3 separate regions of the Mus musculus genome follow, and all the other regions are linked to region 2. The links are chromatin contacts, called in public HiChIP or PLAC-seq and promoter capture Hi-C maps. All regions are on one chromosome and are shown on one strand. The core of a region is the stretch at or near the end of the contact, and the rest is flanking DNA. Distances in the headings are between cores, read along the strand shown.

The links. HiChIP or PLAC-seq counts read pairs in DNA pulled down with a chosen protein or histone mark. Capture Hi-C pulls out chosen DNA fragments and counts their contacts.
Region 1: a contact with region 2 is called in an H3K27ac HiChIP or PLAC-seq map of embryonic stem cells, with 7 read pairs. The contact joins the enhancer-like site here to the promoter of 9130409I23Rik in region 2. A contact is called at or near these places in 23 of 39 promoter capture datasets (the 3T3-L1 cell line, 3T3-L1-derived adipocytes, the C10 cell line and 15 more), 9 of 15 datasets of contacts at CTCF or cohesin (the G1E-ER4 cell line, the NIH/3T3 cell line, embryonic stem cells and 4 more), 238 of 484 Hi-C or Micro-C datasets (the 3T3-L1 cell line, 3T3-L1-derived adipocytes, the 63-12 cell line and 132 more), 29 of 115 datasets of contacts at active chromatin or transcription factors (CD4 T cells, CD4 single positive thymocytes, CD8 T cells and 19 more) and 6 of 9 other capture datasets (adipose tissue, embryonic stem cells, embryonic tail and 3 more).
Region 3: a contact with region 2 is called in a promoter capture Hi-C map of adipose tissue. The contact joins the promoter of Nvl here to the promoter of 9130409I23Rik in region 2. A contact is called at or near these places in 3 of 39 promoter capture datasets (macrophages, neural stem cells and stem cell-derived epiblast-like cells), 2 of 115 datasets of contacts at active chromatin or transcription factors (the SCID.adh cell line and embryonic stem cells) and 3 of 9 other capture datasets (adipose tissue, liver and pancreatic islet).

What each region holds. Positions count from the first base shown.
Region 1 is chr1:180,980,165-180,982,864 of GRCm38.p6, forward strand. No RefSeq gene overlaps it. Among named protein-coding and RNA genes, the nearest start is that of Ephx1, 36 kb to the right of the region's middle. Within about 2 kb of position 1,322, at least 24 of the 459 cell types and tissues checked have an H3K27ac peak or open chromatin away from gene starts, as enhancers often do. A contact at or near this core is called in the AtT-20 cell line, embryonic stem cells, female germline stem cells and 4 more, where this site is marked.
Region 2 is chr1:181,049,870-181,052,569 of GRCm38.p6, forward strand. 9130409I23Rik (RIKEN cDNA 9130409I23 gene) reads left to right here and starts at 1,368. Exons shown (of 3, transcript NM_001033819.2): 1 at 1,368-1,531. The coding sequence starts at 1,450. It overlaps Gm39716 (a long non-coding RNA gene), which reads right to left and starts at 2,474. Exons shown (of 2, transcript XR_003948798.1): 1 at 1,824-2,474. It also overlaps the pseudogene Gm17967.
Region 3 is chr1:181,142,760-181,145,459 of GRCm38.p6, forward strand. It overlaps Nvl (nuclear VCP-like), which reads right to left and starts at 1,445. Exons shown (of 23, transcript NM_026171.2): 1 at 1,292-1,445. The coding sequence starts at 1,348.

The DNA.
Region 1 (2,700 bases), core at 72-2,571, 70 kb before region 2:
GCTCACTAGCTCTTCAGGGCCCAAGGTGCACATTCGGGGTCATTTTCCCTCTAGACAAAGCAGATGCTTTCTCTGGCACAGGCCTCTGTACACATCGTTAGGGCTTGTTCATCTCACACCCGTTTCTTCAAAGCTATCCAGCTGTTGTGGGTGCTGAGCTGAGAGCAGTGACAGAACAGTGTTCCTGTCCTGTTTCACTCTCTCTTCCTGCCCACAGCTCTGAGATTGGTGCTTTCTATGTCACCAAACAGGGAAAGAAGGCACAGCCCTGGGACTGGGGGTCAGAGCAAAAGCCTGCGCCAGGCTTAGGAACAGGACTCAAACTCTGTGCGTGGTGCAGCTTCTAGAACCACAGAGAAGGGATGGCTCCCAGCCTTTCCCTCATCTCTCTCCAACTGGCCCTGCAATCCTAACCTACAAGTCTGTACAGGGCCTGGGGGAGAGGCTCTGCTCTTCTGCAATGAAGGTTGCTCACTGTCCTGGAGATTCCCTGACTGTAGGGGGAGCTGCTGAGTTTTGAATCCTCTGTGTCACTAACCTGAACCAGACACTTGTCCTGTAGGTATCTCCACCTCTCTGTTCTCCACACAGGGTGCCCCTGGTGACAGGTAGGGTGGCAGCCTCAAGTGTGGTCCTGAGTAGAGAGGTACGGAGGCACCCACATGGCAAGATAGTTTAAGTTACATGAGCTAGCTGGGAGACTGCCCCAGCCAAAGGCCTAAGCTTTAAACTGTAAGAGAAGTCTCATGTAATTCTTAATATCAGAGGCTGGGTTTGTGTAGGGGCCGTGGGAACTTGGGGAGCAAGCGCCCTGGCTGCAGGGCAGGTTCATGCAGTTCACTCAGCCTGAAGCTCAACACATAGCAGAACCTGTTTCCAGAAGGTGAGACTATGTCCCCTCAGCTCCTGTCACGGTCCCCAGTGCCTGCACTACAGCCAGCACAGACAGCCACTGTCATTTCAGACCCAGCTCTCAGGTCCTGGAAGCAACCAAGAACAGCTCTGCATGACATCATCAGGAGAGTAGCAAGTAGGAGCATCAGGAAAGATGGCCAACCTGCCCAGGGAACTAGAAAATCAGCCCCTACCTGGCTGCTGCAGGGAGAGACCGAAACACTGCTGTTGTTTTTCTTGGGGACACAAACCAGGCCTTTCCCCTTTCCTGGGCATAATTATCCCAGCATGCTCTGCTGTGCACCATGGCTCAGTGCTGGCACCTTGAGCCTTCTTGAAGCAGCAGGCCCATGGGGCTCTGTACACAATAGCATCCAGAGCCCTTGGGAGAGTCAGGACAGACTGAGCACGAGTCCCCACCCCTCTCCCTTTGTACACTGCACAGTCCCAATGACTCAGCTAATCTGCTGTGTGCACATGGCAGTCACACTCTGGACTTCAGACAGCAAACTGAACCGCAGTGACCCAGAGACCAGATACAGAGATCATTGCTGAAGCCCCATCTAAAGAAAGGGCATCCAGGGTGTGAGGATGGCCCATGCCAGCTTTGCCCAGTGGTCTCCTTTTGTGTGGAGCTTTGGTTATGTGTGGGAAAACTGCAACCTGAAACTTCAGAAATCATTTATCATTTAAAACTGTGTGCCATTCAGAATGTCACGATAGCATGTCCTGCCCTCCCCCGCCCCCCACATCATAAGCTACTCCTTAGTCCACTGCGTCAAACTGTATATACTAGGTGCCTGTTAGTCACCTAGCAGTGCTCAGCTGTGAGGCAATTATCACAGTACCTCAGAGCTGTGTCTAAGCCTGACTCCATTTAATAATAGACCCAAAGCTCAGGTCCAGCGCTGCCAGCAACACTGTACAGAAGAGAGTGCTAACACTCAACGGAATCATTAGTTGTTACTAATGTCTCCCTAAGTCTCATCATGAGTAGCTTCATCGTGAGTGTGCATACATGGTTCAACATAGTATATTCTAATACTCTCCTCAGTTTGAGGCTGCCATGGGGTGATGTTTCTTGGAAAGTACCATCTTCAATAAGCCCCAGTGAAGCTAGAGTGGAGGGCAAGGTAACAGATCTAGTGTGAAAACTCAATTTCTTCTCTATGTTCTAATTAAGATGAGAATATTAGTACTTCACTCAAGGACGGGCCCTTGAGACTCATGATCTCAGACTACAGAGCAGGTTTGACTATAGTGTGTTAGTTCAGCAACCTCCACTCCTTATTTTACAGCAGGTAGTAAGCGGTATTCTAGATTATCTTGGAAGAGGAGCCAGTGTTGACCTGCTGGAGGCTGGGTCTCAAAGGTGTGATAGTCAGCAATGCATGCAGATTCATGAAGAAGCTGTAATTTATGGAACTGAATATTCTTTAACAGCCCAGGAAACAACAGTCAAAACTGACAAGGGATCTTTATACACTGTGGACTGAAATGTGAACTAATGCAGCCACCATGGAAGTCAGTATGAAGAAAATTTCCTCAAAAAAAACTAAAATATGACTTAGCCAAATCATTGGATATAAGCATAGAGAAACATTAGTTTTTTTTGGCTGTCACAGAGACAGCCAAGGCTACACAGAGAAAGCCTGTCTAAACAAAGAGCAGGGGGGAGGAAGAAGAGGAAGAGAAGAAGAGGGAGAAGAAGATGAGGAGGAGGAAGAGGAGGAGGAGGAGCTATTAGTGGAAGGCACCAGAAGGGGAAAGAAGTGTGGGAGTGGCCACCTTTAAGCCCAGTCTGGA
Region 2 (2,700 bases), core at 118-2,617:
TATCTTTCCTAGGGCAAAACCTCTCGACAACAAAAAAAGTTTTATCTTTCAATTGAAATTTTAAAAGATCCTTTTGAAAATTTAAAACTAAATATCTTAGTGGGTAAATTACACCTATAATCTCCTTTCTCTTTATATATAATTTCAAGAATTAAGTGTATTTATTTTTAGATCTAAAGACTAAGCCTTTGTCCAAAGGGGTGGATTTTATTCTGACCACCTAGCCAAGAGGAGATTCGGAGCATCCTCTGTCCTCCTGACCAGGGAGCATTACTGTGTCCAGCTGTCTTTACTTGAGTCACCAAAAGGTACCAGAAACAAGACCAAACTAAGAAAAAGAACTGGGAAGCTACCAAAAAACAAAAAAAACTTTCCTCCTCATAGAGGGCCAGCTGGCTTCCTGGCATTCACTGTCAGTAACTGAGGGATGTTCCAGGGTAGGGGGCTTCCCGGCCAATGTACCAAATGTTGGGGTCCAGGAATTGCCCCACGAAACACACGAACACCCATCTCAGTCCAACAGGGATGGTTTATTGAATGCATATTCTAAGACTGATCCATCAGGGCTGTAGTTCAGAATTCGGGGGGGGGGGGGAAGGGGGAGGCGCTGAAGCTACGACCTTGAACATTATTTTTTATATCAGTTTATAAAGGATAAAACCACACCAAAAACAAAAAAACAAAAACAAAACAAACCAAAACAAAACTACAACAAAACCACAATGAGTTCATACGCAGGTGCTGGGAATGCTGCTGGGTAGTCAGTCCTGACTCAAGCCAATGCAGACATAACAGTTCATATTGACCTCTAATACAAAGGGTGCTACGTAAAACTTTGTGATTTTTTTTTTCTTTTAAGATTAACAAACCTTGACTGGCAGTGGTGGTGCACGCCTTTAATCCCAGCACTTGGGAGGCAGAGGCAGACGTATTTCTGAGTTTGAGGCCAGCTTGGTCTACAGAGTGAGTTCCAGGACACAGAGAAACCCTGTCTCGAAAAACAAAAACAAAAACAAAAAAGAAAAAGAAAAATATCAACAAACTCATACAGACTGTAACAGGGGACTCACAGCACAACCCGGCTCTGAGTCAAGTTATTTTTCTGTGCCAATAACTGACAGGCATTTTACAAGTACACTATGAAAAAGTTGGCAGGCATGGAACAAAATGGCTGCAGCCGTGCTAGGGCAGAGGCCTGGCCTTTACGTGCAGGGTCAGTGATACCCATAGACTGCAGGAGGGTACATCCAAACCTCAGACCCTGGAGGCACAGCCTGCAGAGTCAGCTGACCAGGCCGGGCTGGTGACTGGGTGGTGTTTAGCACCTCCTCAAAGGTATTACTCAGCCTGTGAAGGGGATAAGAGATGCAGGCCACAGCTGCTATTGATCCTGTCACCCTCTCGGAGTTGCACCTGGAGCAGATCCTAGGGCAGGTGTGCACACCAGCCATGAGGAAACTCGCATCACTGGAAGATGCTGAGTGGGTGTACAATGATCGGCTGCATAATGATCGACGTCGGGAGATATTGGGTGAGATTGCCTGTGTGTGTGTGTGTGGGGGGGGGGGGAAGACCTTTCATCCCAGTACCCAGGATGCAGAGCCTTGTGGTTCGTTTTGAGTTCTAGTCCCATTTCGTTTACCCAGGAGAGCTTGAGTGTGAGAGAGAGAACCCTTGATTTGAGCATATTGCAAATCACTTATGCATAGTTGATAGGAAACGACATACGACAATCTTATCTATGCTATATACATATTGCATAAAAATAAAAATAATTATTGATAATAATTAATAGTGTGATATCCACCTACATGAAAACTCACCCTCAAACAATGGAATTCGGTGTTCTCACCGGTAGCCGGGGAAAGTCAAAGAAACGGGAAGTTGTCATCGATTCTTGTTACAAGAGGGGGACTTTCCCCACAAATCTAGCCATCCCATTTGAAAAGCAGAAAGGACTTTATATTTCTCCATGAAAATTCGACCATATTCGAGGAGGAATGAGTGCTGCTCAGGATTTCCTTTCTGGGAACAGAGATGGATGGCCATCGGGAAGAAAACCAGGGCCGTTGCTTGAGTTACGTCGACATGATAGTGTATTTCTGAAACTTTGGTCACTTTCTAAGAAGTCCACGTCACAAAATTGACAGAAATGCCTGATCGACCAAACATGCTCAAAAAAAAAAAAATCTCAAAATAAACTAAAATTTTATGTAAAGCAAGGATGCCAGAAAAGGGACAAAACTGGTTCTCAGCAATGGGAGCTGCAGAAACTACTGAGAGTGAGGTGCTGGGCAGAGAATTCACGGAGGTGGGGCTGGGGATGTACTGGATGGTTGAATGCTGGAGCAGCCCACGTGAGGCCGCAGCCAGCATCCTGCTGAATAAGGAAAGAACCCAGAGCACTTGCTCTGCATCCGGGAAGAAGTCCGGGGGTGCTACTTACTGTTCTCTCTCTCTCTCTCTCTCTCTCTCTCTCTCTCTCTCATTACCTCCCCCTCCCCCTCCTTCCCTTCCCCCTCTCTCTAGCTCTGGCTTTCTTACCCCATTCTCTCTCCTGTTCTCTCACTTTTCCCCCCTTTTCTGTCCCCCACCCCAACAAGCAGTCGCTGTTTATTAACTGACCAGCTTACAGAAATACCCAGGGGACCCTTCCTCCATCCTTCACATAAGCCTGTCTGTCTGGTCTACAGCATCTGC
Region 3 (2,700 bases), core at 195-2,694, 93 kb after region 2:
TCGAGCGTTTACGCTTTAACAACTGGATGAAAGGTGGTGTCAATTCCAGCGCCCACATGGCAGCTCACAACTGTCCATAACTCCAGTTCCAGGGGATCTACACCCTCACACAGACGTATGTGCAGACACAACATCAAAGCATATAAAATAAAATGCTAGTAAAATAAAAATACTCTATTTTTCTTTTAAAGGCAAAACCTGGGGCACTGAGCAGAGGTAGCTAGGAAACTGGCTATAGAAAAATTCAAGAGACTCTGTCTCAAAACAGTAACAAAAAGTAGGTGAGTACATTTTTTAGGTAAAGAATAACTTAACTCTAAGGCCTGTTGACTTTAAGGTGGCCCACACCTTTAATCCCAGAACTAGGAAGGCAGAGAGGAAGGAAGAGGCCAGCCTGGTCTACAGAAGGAGTCCCAGAACAGCCTGGGCTACACAGAGAAACCCTGACTCGGAAAAGAAAAACAAAATGAAACCAACAGTAAAACATACAAATTTGGGTCACAGGGTAGCTCATACTTAAAGGTGTTAGGCTGAATGAGATCTAGTAAAAAGTATGGAGGTGAGAAAGGAGTAAGAAGGAGCTGGAGAGATAGATGGCTTAGCCGTTAAGAGCAGTGACTGCTCTTTCAAGGTCCTGAGTTCAAATCCCAGCAACCACATGGTGGCTCACAACCGAAGACAGCTACAGTGTACTTACATCTAATAAATAAATAAATCTTTTGAAAGAAAGGAGTATGAAGAAAGAAGGGATACAAGAAGCCCAGAGAATTGAAAACTTAAGAGAACTTTCGAACCCCAAAATAAGCAAGGACGGCAGATCAAGGAAAAACAATCTAAGTTCTTGAAACTCCAATTTTTAAAAACCCCGAAATTCCACCAGTGAAAAATGGGAAACAAATACAAAAATGCCTTGCGGGGCGTGGTTGGTGCAGCCTTTAACCCAGCCTTGGAGCAGAGGAAGATGGGGCTCTAGTTCAAAGCTAGCCTGGTCCACAAACGAGGTCTAGGGTAGGCAGGGCTACACAGTACGACCGCCAAACAAAATCCAAACCTCTCCCTCCCTTTAATTCGTATCTCTGACTACGCCACTGAAGGCGTCCACCACACAGTGCTTCCAAGATACGAAAATAAGAAAAATAATGTCAAAGCCTCCAGGCTCCCAGGCCTGTTTCTCTACGGCAGCCGCAAGGGAACATCCAGACCATGCTGGAACCCGGCGGCGGCGGCCAGAGGCGCCAAGCCAGGCAGCCGCGCGCAAATGGAGATGCAGTGTCCGCAGACACACACGCACCTGAATGACCCGCTGCTTCAGTTTCCTGTCTACGAAAACCCCGGGTCTAGGCTTCATGATGCTGCTGCCCCGCACGGGCGCCTCTTGTTACCGGGAAAGACTGCCACAGCCGCGCTCGCCGCCGTACCGGAAACCCCGCCCACGCGTGGTCCCTAGCACCGGAAGTCCCCCCCGCAACTTTTCCTCAGCACGAAAGCTCCGCCTGTAGGGAGGACTACGCTGCTCACGGAGGTCGGGAGGACCTGGAAGCGCGCGAGTTTCCAGTCTGGTTCCTTGTCAAGATTACCCAGCCCTGCCTAAGAGGCTAGGCCCCCTTTGAAGGCGTTCAACTTTATTGGTTCCCAACTGAGCAAACAGACACGGACTCCATTCTTCGCGGCTGCGCAGACTCTCACAAGCAAGTAGTAAACTTGATGCCAAGCCTGGCATAGCAGGGGAAAAAAACCTTAAAAATATTCGAGAAGCGAAGGCAAGGAAGATTGCTGAAGAGTTCAAAGGCAGCACAGCCAAGTAGTAAGATGCTGTCTCAAAACAAAAAAAGTTTGGGTTTGTCACGTTCCAGTCTGGGAACCAGGACCGCAGCGTGTTCGCGGTTTCTGTTTGTTCTGTGTCGCACGCTGTACCCAAGGATAGTGTGGAACTCAGTCTGCAGCCTAAGACGTTTTCCCCTTAAAAACGTCTTTTCAGGAAAAAGCAAGATTCATGGTTTTGTAGAAAACAACTTCATGACAAACCAATATGAAGCAGAATTGGGATTTATTAAAAGATAATTTTAGCACTCTTGAGCACAGTGGCTAATAGGTGCTCAGGGGGAAAAAACAAAACAAAACAAAACAAGATAAAGCCCAAGGGTGAGTATGGGTTTCTTGGCCTTTTCAAGGGAGAATTTTGCATAGGAGTATTTTGCAACTGTTATGTGTAGGCGCCTCTCCGTTGTTATTGGTGTTTGTTTTTAAGGAAAATTATTCAGAGTAATTTACAAGGTTTAAGTGGTTGTTCAGGAAGTTTGATTTGTGGGGGTGCAGTAGCGCACACCTTAAGTCCCAGCGCACAGAAGGCAGAGGCAGATGGATCTCTGAGTTCAAGGCCAGCATATCGTCTACAGAGTTCTAGGAGATTTATTTGGGAGAAGTGCTGAGGATACAGAAAGGGCTGTCAGTTACTATTCGGTGATAAAACACATGGCCAAGGCAACTATAAAAGATTATTTGGCGCTCACGGTTCCAGAGGGATAGCCATCGTTATGGCGGTTCGGAGGTAGCGAGCAGCTAGGGCAGCAGCTGGGAGCATATTTCTCTAAGCACAAACAGAAAGTCTTGAGCTAACTTAAGCTGATAGGAGTCTTTTGAAACCTCAAAGCCTGTCCTCAGTGACATAATTTCTCCAGCAAGGCCACACTTGCTCCTCCG